Linked DNA regions of Gasterosteus aculeatus: region 2 is linked to region 1. Evidence: chromatin contacts called from public Hi-C data. All regions are on one chromosome and are shown on one strand. The core of a region is the stretch at or near the end of the contact, and the rest is flanking DNA. Distances in the headings are between cores, read along the strand shown.

Evidence for each region. Hi-C and Micro-C count contacts between places; a contact is called where the count stands out from the background.
Region 2: a Hi-C map of skeletal muscle shows a contact between it and region 1, with 10 times the contacts expected there. The contact joins two enhancer-like sites. A contact is called at or near these places in 6 of 6 Hi-C or Micro-C datasets (blood and trunk muscle, liver, skeletal muscle and 2 more).

What each region holds. Positions count from the first base shown.
Region 1 is chr1:30,173,823-30,180,377 of fGasAcu3.hap1.1, reverse strand. acvr2ab (activin A receptor type 2Ab) reads left to right here. Exons shown (of 11, transcript XM_040170371.2): 5 at 2,058-2,201; 6 at 2,541-2,684; 7 at 4,402-4,547; 8 at 4,637-4,751; 9 at 5,049-5,187; 10 at 5,274-5,404; 11 at 5,503-6,555. The coding sequence ends at 5,697. Among protein-coding and RNA genes, the nearest start is that of orc4, 10 kb to the right of the region's middle. Within about 2 kb of position 3,242, at least 4 of the 9 cell types and tissues checked have open chromatin away from gene starts, as enhancers often do.
Region 2 is chr1:30,213,800-30,220,354 of fGasAcu3.hap1.1, reverse strand. No RefSeq gene overlaps it. Among protein-coding and RNA genes, the nearest start is that of acvr2ab, 17 kb to the right of the region's middle. Within about 2 kb of position 3,299, at least 1 of the 9 cell types and tissues checked has open chromatin away from gene starts, as enhancers often do.

The sequences.
Region 1 (6,555 bases), core at 1,993-4,492:
CACAATATTTAGAAATAATAACCGCTACTGACTGAGCGGTACGTTTTTAGTTCCATCTCCTCCTGCACAAAGTAAGAGGTGCTACTCGATGTGCTGAACACAGAAAGAAACATTTTTGTGAATCCGAGTACATCGTGTTCTTGAAGGTGTTTTTTTTTTTCCGTGGTGCCGAGTCGGGCCCGCGATGTAATCCGACCCAGGCACCGCCGCGGGTGACGTTCTCCCGCCTCTTGGCCGGCGCTCGGTGTGAACGCGGCGCCCGGAGACAGCAGGTCTGCCTCACAGCTCTCTGTCAGAGGGGAGACGCTTCGAGGCAGCTCGTCAAAGACTCCTCCATTCTTTCAATGTGCAGCTGCTACTGTGTGTACGACCTGCACCCCCGGAACCAATGAGTCGGGTATCAGAGATCAGCTCTGGAATACAACTAACATCATGCAATGCACCAAACCACCACAAGAATCTGCATTTCTGCACCGTTTTGTTTTATAGTCCCATATTTTTACATCAGAAATTGTGCTTTTTTTTTCTTTCCTGGGCCTCGTGTATCGTGCAGGAACAGCAGGCACAGATATTAAAGTATTGAACTGGAGAATCACATGTCATTTAAGAACAAAACTGCTGACTCTCGCTTCATGTGAGATTCTTCTCCTCCAAACGGCAGAACCTTCTTTTGTGTGTTGTTGTTCCGGACCAGGTGAACATTTTCAAATAAAAATCAAAGTACACTTGGCTTCCGATGCCACGATATTCCTGTCGGGACAGGCGCCCAAAGAGACGCGTGTTTGTCTTTAAGAAAGGCCGAATGCCAGAACCCCGGCAGTAATGTACCTTTTTTTTTTAAATTCCCCACAGCCAGAAGGGACGCATTATGAGTGCTTCACCTCGCCCGTGGCCCCTATAGGGAGCAAACCTCTAACCCAAAGGGGCATTTTATGTGGAGGTGCCATTGACGAGGTCCTTTGATAAATCACCACGCTACTTGAATGGAGCCTGTGGGCCTCGGGGTCCTTGAAACTCGCTCCAGCTTATCGAGCACCTTGTAAGCCTTCAGTTCAAGTAAAAACACGAACATTGGCTGCGGGGAGGTGGGGGGGGGCTTTTTCTTCTTTTCCTGACAACAGCGATACACAGACCTGGAGGTGAAGTGGAGATTTTACAGAAGCATATCTGGTTTCATCTGAGGCCATCAGTCATGTGCTAATCTTTCTCCGCTACCTTTTATCCTTTGGAAATGTGACTCCCTCAGTGCATGCTTCTTTTTGCCCCCCCCCCCCGTTCGTCCTTCCCTGTGAAGTCACATGTGAAAGTGATCAGCTTAATACCGATCACCAGCTGTGTTTAACCTACTCTACATTTGGAACACTTGGCCTCCTCGCTCCCACTTTTGTTTATATGGGATTAGCATGACACACGCATGAGGTTTGACCTGCCAGAATATATGGTTCCTTTCGGTCAGCCCCGTTCATATTCATTGGGGTTAAAGCCTGAGCTTTATGTGCCTTGCTCAGTGGCAGTGGAGGTTTCAGATTTCAACTTTGTTCTCCTTGACCGATTTGGTCCAAACTGGCACTTTTCCAGTTGCGATGTCTGTTAACTCGAGCAAATGCAGCATCCAGGGGTTTAATTGCGTTCTGAAATGAATGAATCAAACCCCTATTTAATATGCTGTGTCCTCGCTGCCAAAAAACGTCACAGTAATATTAATAAAGCTGATTTCAAACACGCAGCGCTCTCCCAAGTGCTTCAACTATCAAATAAAGCAAACCGCTGATCCATAAAACACAGAAGTACTGAGGCTCCACTGCATAAAGCATAAAGAGAGCGGCTAAAAACAGCATGTTGGCAAAGGATCGTAAGTGCACCTGGCCACCTCAGTCTATAAATGCAAGTTGTGTTTGAGGATGTGGAGATGACGCTGCCTCTGCTGCCCAAGCTCCTCAGGCACGCTGTTGCCGTGCCAACGGCCCGGTCACCTTCAGCAGAAGCCGATGCTGTTTCAATGTCGCGAGGGGAAGAATAACGCTCTCTCTCTCTCTCTCTCTCGCGCCCCCCCACAGGACCCCGGGCCCTCACCCCCGTCCCCCATTTTGGGACACAAACCGCTGCAGCTGATTGAGATGAAGGCCAGGGGCCGCTTCGGCTGCGTGTGGAAGGCCCAGCTGCTGAACGACGTCGTGGCTGTAAAGATCTTCCCCATTCAGGTATTGAACCGAGGAAGCTGTAGGCGAGGAGACGCCCAAGACGTTTCCTCCGTCGTATCGAATCACTTCTAACATTAATCTTCACCAGCGTGACCTTGATTTGTTAGAGGGTAACGTTAATGAAATATGTCCACGTTTAATGTCGCTGAAGGAGAATGTCGGGGGACTTGTCGCTGAAAGGAGACGGTGGAAATGTGAGGGAGAGGAGTTACTTTTAATTTCAACAAACTCTGAAGAGGCCGAACCCTCTGACGAGGCTTCAGGGCGAGACTCGGATGCCCAAATAACTCGACTTGGTGAGAGAAATAAAATCTGCATCCGTGTCTCTCCTCGGCCCAGGACAAGCTGTCATGGCAGAACGAATACGAGATCTTCAGCGTGAGCGGCATGAAGCACGACAACATCCTCCACTTTATGGGCGCGGAGAAGAGGAACAACAACCTGGACCTGGAGCTGTGGCTCATCACCGCCTACCACGAAAGGGTACGCTGTCCGGGAGGGAGGAGAAGTGGGCGCATATGGTCTTTTCTAATGTAACACAATTATTTTTGATGACTGAATTGCCCATTTTAACATAAATGTAGAGAGCCTGCATTCTCTTTCCCCTGACAAGGTCAAAAGAGCTTATCCACTGAAAGATTGGTACAAAATCTGCCTTTAGTCCAGCCTCTAAACCTGACGACGCTAGCCTGGCTAAGCTAGCTTCATCTAAACCCTGATGAAGACATCGGAGGGGGGAAAGCTTTGCTGCAGCAACAGTGCGGAGGGTGAACAGATGAAAGCTGTTGGTGCTGCATCGCTGCATCCAAAATAATTCAATCTAGTGTGTAACTGAAACTAGGACTGAAAAAAATGAGTCCAAATAAGCGCTCGAGTTCCCACAACCGAGCGAGAGGCAATTTGTCAAATTCAGACGCATTAACATAGTAAGAAAAGAATCAACATGGCGCTTCCTTTTTGGTCTACAACACAGGAGGAATGTGATTAGCGGCGGGCTTTAGACGACCCATCTCCGGTTACCAAATAACCCGGTTAGTGTGTGTCCCTGTGAAGACATTGTCCCGTGCTCCCTCTACACAGCTCTTGCAGCCCCCAGGACGGGCTGCTGGGAAGTTGTAAAGGCAAGAAAACAGGCATTGTCTTGCTAATCCAACAATCACAATACACTTCATGCTGTTCCCCTTTCCTTTTCACCAGCCCTGTTTGTCCAGAGAATGTGGATTTGGGCTTTGTTGGCCGCGTGGTGCTTCACTCGCCCTCGGCGGCGTTGGGGGGCTCTAAGTGCCTCTGTGCTTTGAGGGTCATTACCGACGGAGTGGAGAGTGATTCTCGCTTGCTTGGGTTTTTCCCCGCCTGGCCGAGAATTTAAATCGCCGTGCTTGAAGACCTTCCCTGTGTGAATTAAGGTTGGAGGGGTTGTGGGTGTGGGGCTTTTACCCAACAATGCACCTCTTGGTCAGCCACTCAACCCCGCAGTACGTCAGCAAGTGCTCCTCTGGCTCGTAGAAGCTCCTCAAGTAGGAATACCATTGAATGGACTAGTTTTAGCAAAGGTCATCCGACAAGCACAGATTTGAGCCTTGCCAAGCGTGCACTGTAATTATTCTGAAAGGACAAGTCTGTAGGGGATACATAACTTAAACTCTAACCTACAAAAAGCTTTTCCTTCCTGCCAGTTTTCGGGAACGTTGGCCACGGCAGCTCGGGCTGAGCCTTCGCTGGTGTAACAGCTGGAGCAGTGATTGGAGAGGCCTTGACAGCTGATTTATGCCTCGATGCTCGGTGCACGTACGCAGCTTCACGTGTTGAGGTTTGCACTATCCGTAGCATGCAGGGGCTTGCTCGAAGGATGCAGGCCCCTCCAAAACTCCCTATAATTAAAATATTTGTAGTAATGGCTGCCAGGGATGTTGCCTTTTTAATAATCACGCGGACTAAATGCATCTACATCTGTTGAAGTCGGCTGCCCCCTGGTGGTCACTACTGCAACTACGGCTGTCTTTGGCCCCGCAGGAAGTGACCTTGTATCCTACTGACATACATTATATAAGAACGTGGAATTGTCGAGGAAAAGGAACGTAAGCGGTGCCGTTGAAGATTAAAGCGTAAACATCTCAGTATACGGGAACTGCATTTATTCATAAAGAACCATTAACCCAGTGATTTAGGTAAATTATTAAACGCGTAACATCGTCTCCAGGGCTCGATGACCGACTACCTGAAGGCCAACGTGGTGTCGTGGAATGAGCTGTGCCACATCACCCAGACGGCGGCCCGCGGCCTGGCCTACCTCCACGAGGACATCCCGGGACACAAGGACGGACACAAGCCCTCCATCGCTCACAGGTTCCGCTGACTAGATATCGACACGGCTTCCATCACTCCGACACACTGTGGTCCGTCGCACTCAATGTGTTTCCCTCGTTGCCTCTCAGGGACATCAAGAGCAAGAACGTGCTGCTGAAGACCAACCTGACGGCCTGCATCGCCGACTTTGGCCTTGCCCTGCAGTTTGAGGCGGGGAAATCTGCAGGAGACACACATGGACAGGTACGGTTTGAAATGGGAACAACTCGTCCACGTCTTCACCACGTGTCTTGCCTTTTGGCCGCCAGCTAATGGCGGTGTTTTCAACGTGAATGTGTTGATTTGTGAGGTGCCAGTAGGTGGCAGTGTGGGACAGGAATCTCCTAACTCGCACTAATGGAACTTCTGGTACTGTCCCCCGCCAACTAAGTACATCGTCGAGCTGTTCCATGACTTCCTGATTCCTGGCAGCTTGTGCTTGATGTTCACCCTTGACCTCTCAAGCTGTTCCATCGTAACCCGCCCCACTCATCCCCTCAGGTGGGGACGCGGCGCTACATGGCTCCCGAAGTCCTGGAGGGCGCCATCAACTTCCAACGTGACTCCTTCCTGCGCATCGACATGTACGCCTTCGGCCTGGTCCTCTGGGAGCTCGCCGCGCGGTGCACCGCCGCCGACGGTGAGACCACCGCATTCAATGTGGCCGCCGTGCCGCCCGCTGTCTTTGGGTTCACTTTAATAGTGTAATAATGTGTTTGTTACCAGGCCCGGTGGATGAGTACATGCTCCCCTTTGAGGAGGAGGTGGGTCAGCATCCGTCTCTGGAGGACATGCAGGATGTGGTCGTCCATAAGAAGCTGAGGCCCGTTCTGAGGGACTGCTGGCAGAAACACGCGGTGAGCAGAGACGTCTCGGATCCAGCAGAGCCCCGTGGAGACGCTGATCACGTGACCCTGGATGACCCCGCTGCGCTCTCTCTCTCTCTCTCTCTCAGGGTCTGGCCATGCTGTGTGAGACCATCGAGGACTGCTGGGACCACGAGGCCGAGGCTCGCCTGTCCGCCGGCTGCGTGGAGGAGCGCATCGGCCAAATGAAGCGCCAGGCCCCCGTCATCGGGCCCGAGGAGATCGTCACCGTCGTCACCACGGTGACCAACGTGGACCTCCAGCCCAAGGAGTCCAGCTTATGAGCGCCAGCCGGAGCGCGGATCAGCGCGAGGCGATGAGCAGCCGACCCGGGCCGGTTGGCGAGGTGTTATTTTTCTTTTTTTGTTCCTTCTTTCCATTTTTCTGTTTTTGTTCCTTTTTTGAAGTGCGGGCCGCTACTCGCGTTCAGGAAACACCCTGCGCCCGCCTCACCACGTCACCCGATACCATATTAATACGTAACATTTTACCTGTGGAAACCGTTGAGGATGAAACAAAGTGGTGCTCAGCTGCTGGGACGCCGACACGCAACAAACACTTTTATCATGTATTGTTTTCACACACACACACACACACACACAGGGGGGCGACCTGTTCTGCCCGGTTTTCTACAGAGAGAGAAGATCCGGCAGAAGAATTTCACAGAACTCTCAGTGCATTTTAGTGTAAAACAAAAAAGAAAAAGAAGAAAAAGACGAGCACCAGGCTCTCAATACTTTTGCTGTTTTCTTGTGTGCGTTTTTCTGAGGAAACGACTATCGTTCTGCCAATAAGCAACGGCTTCTGAATGTTTATAGTGTAATGCTGCTGTACATAGTGTATTATGGACCCAGGCAACTTGGTAATCGAGCTTCTTTTGAAGGGGGAGGGGCGGGGGGGGGGGGGGGGTCCATCTTCAAGCATTACGGCGATTAAAAACCATAAACCTCCTTCAACCAGGTATACCTCAGTTCAGATGGACAGATTGAATTAGTCCCTTTTCAGTCATCGCTCACTCATTGTGACATCCAAACAGCCTCTGTCAACACGGCCGTACGCGCCAAACAACCCCAGTGTTTCTCCCCTTTTCCTCCCCCTTCTCAATCTTTAGTTGTCTCCACTTTGATGTGTGGCTGAATATT
Region 2 (6,555 bases), core at 2,050-4,549, 40 kb before region 1:
ATTGCATCATAATTGCATATCTTATGTTACAAATTCAGAAATATAGTATACAAATAATATAATATAAATGAACTCATCAATTATGAAAGTCTGATTAAATTAGATGCAATTACAAATTATATTATTGAAAATCAACAGATAGTATTGTGATGAATACATGAATAGGATTAAACTACGCAACTGTATTTAAATCAAATTACAAAATAATTGTCCTTCTTATGTTTTCATATAATTTATTTCACAATTTGGTGCTAATATTTTTATTTGTATATGTTCTTTCCAACTCGACTTTTTCTTCACCCTTGTTCTTGAGATTTTCTTTACTTGAAATTTTCTTATTCGATATTATTTATTCATCACAATCATTAACAATTGAAATTATGTCATATGTAACTTGGACACAAGGTGGCGGTATTTCATCACAGAGGTTTTCTCCTTCTCTAAATAGCGGTGCATTGTTTTAATATGTACTGTATTCATTACGAAATTAATTAAGACAAACTGACCTCCAGTAGTTATTTTATTAGTTTACACAGTTTAGTGTTGGTCTTTTGCTGGATTCAACGTTATAGTATTTTATGTTTGAGCTTAAATATGTATTTATTTTTCGTTTGATGTAGTTTGAAAAAACGGCCGCCAGGGGTCCTTGTTTAACAAAATATCGATCTGGAATCCAGATGATGACTGATTATATTAGCATAGAGAATGTATTACCAATACATTGTAGTCAGATTAATATCTGAGAAGTGTCCTTTGGGGACCTGATCCAACTATATAAGGGAGCAGAACACCTTACTAATTAATTGTAAAGGTTAGTTGGGAGAAGAATATTTGAAAAGAGCAGAATAGTCCAAATGTTACACTGCTAAAATATGTCCATTGTGTTAACAGGGAACCATTTGGCCTGATTAAAGGATCACTAACTCAAATGAGCTTCTTTTAAGCAGAAACATTTCATTTCAGTTTGAACAAGATTACTCCCATGATGAACAATGAGAGACATTTTGTTGTATTTTGCTTCCATGATTTGTTGTCTTCAGTATTTATTGATTTAATGGTCGGCTGCAGGAATTGCAGCTTCTTTTCTGTTTGCTTGAAAGGACCGACCATAGAAATGTAAATGCAGCTTCACAGAGCAGTGCTCTTATTCTCTGAAGTGTTATGAAAAAAAGTCTCCCAGTCCCATTTCATTTGTCAAGGGGCTACTTGAGAATGAAAGATACCCACCCACCCCCCTCTCAAGGACATATGAGCTCATGCTGCCTGGCCGGCTGCCTGGACGAGGAGGAAGAGGAGGAGGAAGAGGAGGCGTTCATCAGGTGCATTACGTCACCGCGGGCCAATCCGCTGCCCTCTGACATGATCTTTGAGAGGAGCGTCCGTAGCGGAGATCATCGCGTGGGAACCGGATCAGAGCTGGATTTCACCTCAGGGGTCACAAGGTCAAACGGACAAACCCTCCGCTGGCAGGTCGTCGCGTGAGGTTTTCATTTATTTATTTTGAATCTGTCCCCAATCAAACATCTTGGGTGATAATATTACTTTTGTATTGCTTTGACTGAGCAGCATTCAAATAAATCAACAGAATTAATCACCTGTATTCGCCTCCTTTTTTCCAGTTCTTTTTGCTGCGCTTGTTGCACACAAAATATCCGTATGACAAAAAACAAAACAAATTAATGATTAAAAATAAATCAATACGTGGGACATAAAACCTTTAAAATGACGCAACACTCTCGAGGTCGCTCGTCCTGTGCACAGAAGTAAGGCTGTAAAGCTGTCAGCCTCGCTCTGCTTCAACCTCCGGCAGATTGTGTGTCTGTGTGGGTGTGTGTGTGTGTGTGTGTGTGTGTGTGTGTTTGTGTGTTCCGCCCTTTCACCCAACATGAACCCACCCGTCATTCCTTGAATGATGAACTGATGGAAACATGTGAGCACGATGGAAGGATGGATGGATGGATAGAGGATGGATGGATGGATGGATAATCTACTGCACACACACACACACACACACACACACACACACACACACACACACACACACTGATATGATTAGCACCATTCACCCTTTAAGAAAGTACATTGTGTTCACAACAGAGGAGCCTGCGATTAGACTCAATCTAATGTTCTGCGGTTAAACTGTCTGTCTGCACTCCGACATTCAGGAACAAACAAATCTCGTCGAGGTCAAACGTCAACGATTGTGGGGGAGAAGGAACAACGGAAATGGAGGCTCCGTGCAGACGGAGGCAGGAAGAAGCTGGTTATGAATCCATGAGGATTAGTGGTTTCACTGGCACGCGAGTGTGAGACGGCACACCGAGTGAACTCTGTCAGGCTGCACTTTAAGGCGTCACACGGTGAGATGATCCCTCTCTGCATCTGGATCAAAGGTTAAAGGTAATCCGAAGATGTTCTTGGACGTTCCTCTTGTTCTCCAGGAAGAGTCTGTAGTTCCTTAAACAGCAGGTGGAACCTTTTGTCTTTAAAAGTGACGGCGGGACAACGCCATCAACATGGACACAAGTCGATGAAGCATCTGTGATGGGAGGAGCCTAATCGAACTAGCCAATGACCTACATGCCCAAAGCCGTGCCAGGTCCCTGCATAAGACAATCACTGTGGTTTAATAGCATGAAGGAAAGCTAGATCAGATACCGTGTGCCCCCCCCCCCGTCGGGCAGCGTGTTTGGAGCAGTGATGACAGGGCTGGCACCAACAGGGAGTGCTGCAAGCTGGCCTCAGACCAGCGGCGTGCAGTGTGTGTGTGTGTGTGTGTGTGTGTGTGTGCGCGTGTTGGTGTGAGGCGCCTGTCTGGCTTCTGGCTGGAGCTCGAGGTTGAGGCCTGTTGGAAACAGGGAGATATAAGTGCAGATGCCAAAAGTGGACTCTCTCCAGCCGGTGGGGGGGGGGGGTCCGAGTCTGCCTGGATACACGGACGCAGAGTGAAATAAACAACAATGACACAAAATGTGAGGTAACAGAACCCAGGAGTCAGAAATAGTCCCATTTGTATGTTGGTGTGTCGCTTCATCTAATAACACACTCGTCCTCTTGCACTTTTACTGCAATTTGCAGTCAAAAGAAAACTAATTTACAGACATTTTCATTCTTTTGTTTCCTAGTCGCTAACCCTTAAAAACAAGTTGTAACCCTTTTGAACCGTCCTCCCTCGCACGCTCTCACTCTAAAGGCCTGAAGCTCAAAATGGGACCTGACAAAGATAGAAGTACAAGATCACACACACACACACACACACACTGTTACCTCCTGAGTATTAAAAATCACACCGCTTAAATCAACACACACATGACAGCCAACAGAGTGTGTGCGCGCGTGTGTATCGCCGCACCGCTGCAAAGACCTTTGACCCTTTCTGATGATGGAGGACCACAGAGTTCTGTGTGTGCGTCTGCTGGCGTTGTTGTCCTGCGGTCTGCAGCGTGTAATCAGCCCGACCCGGCGGCCCGCTGTGAACGCTCCGCGCTTAGCGCCATATTCTGCAGAGCACCGAGTCGACCACAGAGGCCTTTTTCACTCTGAGGCTTCGCTCACCTGCCACGCACACTCGGCGCGCGTGTGTGTGTGTGTCTTGGTGTGTTTCTCGCATTGGTTTCCGCCGTGGCTGGAAATCAATTTGGGTTCTTTCATTTTCTGTCCAAAAGCATATGGAAAACAGCATTTTGGTCTATTTTAGTCGGGCGGAGAGGCTTTGGTCTGAAGCTTTGACGACTCTGAGTTGCTGCTTCTCATTTGCAAGGTAGAAGGCGGCAAACGTGACGGAAGGACAGACACGAAAGAGGTTCAGCGCTTCTTCGGGAATATTGTGTCTTTTTTGACACATTTGGGAGGTCATTCATTGGAAATGTGGCATGATATTTTCTGTAATATCTGAAGACCACATATGGCTGTGTGCTAATGCATTCCTTGCGAAAAGCCGTTTCCTGTTTGACATTATAGATGCGAGTTATTATTAGGTGTGATCTCAGCAACCCACAGTACATTTCGTCTCGGCTGGCAGAAGCGCACACTGACACGTGGTGAACGGTGTGAAAAGAGACCTTAGTTTGTGGGGAAATAACAAAGAGAAGTCTCCTGGGTGAAAGACGTGTGTTTCTAACACTTTCCTCCAGTATTTCATCAGGTAACGGAACACCAATGAGTTGTCATGGTGACCGGACTGGATCGCCGTATATCAAATCCACACCAGAACAACGGCGCCGCGTTTATGGCGCTTTCTTTGATTGTGTCTCTGCGGTCGGTGGGTTCGGCGGGGCCTTTTTTTTATAACACGCCGATGTCTGCGAGTTCTGAGACGTGAACCAGAAGGAAGCCACGCAGAGAAAGAATTAACGTCTCTCTCTGATCGCTCGTTTTGTTCCTCTGTTCACCCGCCGACACCGTAAACGGGTGTGGAGGTCCTCCACCAGCTCAGGCCGCTGATGAAGTCTCGTTCTGATGTGCTTTCAATGGCGGCCTCGCTGAAAGCATCACACTCGTCTGTTGTTTCCTTCTCCTGTGAGGCGGCAGCAGAGAAGCTCTTTGTCAACGCGTGTTAAATATACAAGGTTGTTCCTCTCCATCTGTTTGTTACAGCGCTTACACCAAGAAACATATATATACATATATATATATATATATATATATATATATATATATATATATATATATATATATATATGCATGCCAGACATTACGTGCATTGAATGCATCGACTTTCAATAGGAACTCACACAATACTCAAAAAGTTAAATATTAGACGGACAGACAGAAAAAAAGTTTCCACTTTTCTCAACAGCTCTTATTGTAAATGTGAACTAGTGCATAAAAGAAGCAGATGCCTTAAAATAGTACGTACTGTTCAGGCGTCCCCCCCCCAGAGATGAAGTTTTTTGAAGTATTTAATATTCCGATCTTTTGCTGCTTGAAGACAGATTGAGGCCATCCAAGAGTCTCTGTCGTCCTCGGCTCCAAGCGGATCACCAGCAGGGGAAGGACATCGTCTTCATCATTCTGTTGTCTCTTGCATAATTGACGGTATTAACTTCCCATCGAGCAGGTCTAATTATTATCAATCCTCCAGTGAGGCGTGGAGCGTTTTGATTGGTGGAAGTTTAACCCCGGGGCCTAATGATAGTGTGTGAACATCTGGAGAGGCATTTTGGATTCAGGCTCACGGTCAGAGCAACATTCTGCTTTGTAATGACTCCTTTCATATTTCACACGTTAACTCGATGCTCTTTTCTCATTAAAAGACGAGGAAGCTGCAAACAAACATTTAAAATCACCCGTCTTAATTCAGAAGCGGTGCCGCAGACAGAGCGACTTCGTCACAAAGCCAAAGAAGCTCTCGGGGGAACCGACGGGCACTTTTCTCTTCTCTCTTTAACTCCTTCTTCCCCTCAGCAGCGCCCGGTGAACTTTGACCTGCACAGCTGGACGAACCCGCGAGCTTCAACTACGATGCGCTACACAGCTGCGTGAATGAGTGAGCGTTTTAAACAGACGTTTTCACCAGATCAGAAACACGCTGAATTAGTCTGTGGTTGGTTCGGGGGTCTAGCAGGTGGTCTTTTTGGCACCCGTTGAAGCAACCGTAGTCTTCCAGCAGCACTCGCCATCCACAGAGATCTGCCATTGACGTCTTCCCTCCGACACACGTGACGGATGGTGGGAGGGGGGGGAATAAAAGGCGGCGGCGGCGGCCATGTTTGATGCCAATGGCTCCCCGCTCACTCAATCAATGCCCGGGGCCCAGGTGACACATGGAAGGCAGAGAGAAAGAGAAAAGCTTTTCTAGCCAACAAAAGGATCCCTGTGCTCTCAGACACACCAACGAGTATCGATCCGTACCTCTGAGCCCCCCCCCTCACCCCCCCCCCTCCTCCACTAATGGATCCGATCGAACACACAAACTCAGTTTCAAGTCACATGTTTTATTCAGCATTTTGCGCTGCTACGCATCCGTTTGTCGCCGCTTTGGTTAAAGCTTTTATCGGTGTTGGTGGGGGAAGGACAGAGTGTGCCGCTTTCTTCTCACGCTTCAGAGATCACGCCGCGTGCCGTGGATTCCTCTTTCACAAGGTCGGGACTGCAGCTACGATCTGAATGCTTTGAGAAATCCAAAAAAACGGGCAAGAAGCGCAACGAGGTTCCTCGCCCCTTACGTGCGCGGCTTTTGTGCGTCGTCCTCCGCTTCTGGCGTAAAGCTCCTCGAAGGCCCTCAAAGCTAATGGAGCGATGTCGGACACATCGAGGACGCGGACGCCGGCGAGGGAGAAGAGCAGCAAAGAAACACACGTGCAGACAAAGTGTTCTGGCCCGGACAACAGTTCTCTGCAGCTCCTCGGCGGGCAGCTCGTGTGCGTTTCCTCCATTAACACCTCCTCGCTGTTTTGGGAGCTCGGGGAGTCGTTTCATTGTAACCACATAAGCAGCCTTAATTGCATAAGAGAGGCAGAGAGAAACAGGTGGGAGAGGAAGACTGCCGCACCTCTTCAGCTTCGGAGAGACGGCGCTCCAGAGGGCCGAGGGCCCTGCAGGCGGACGGGGAGG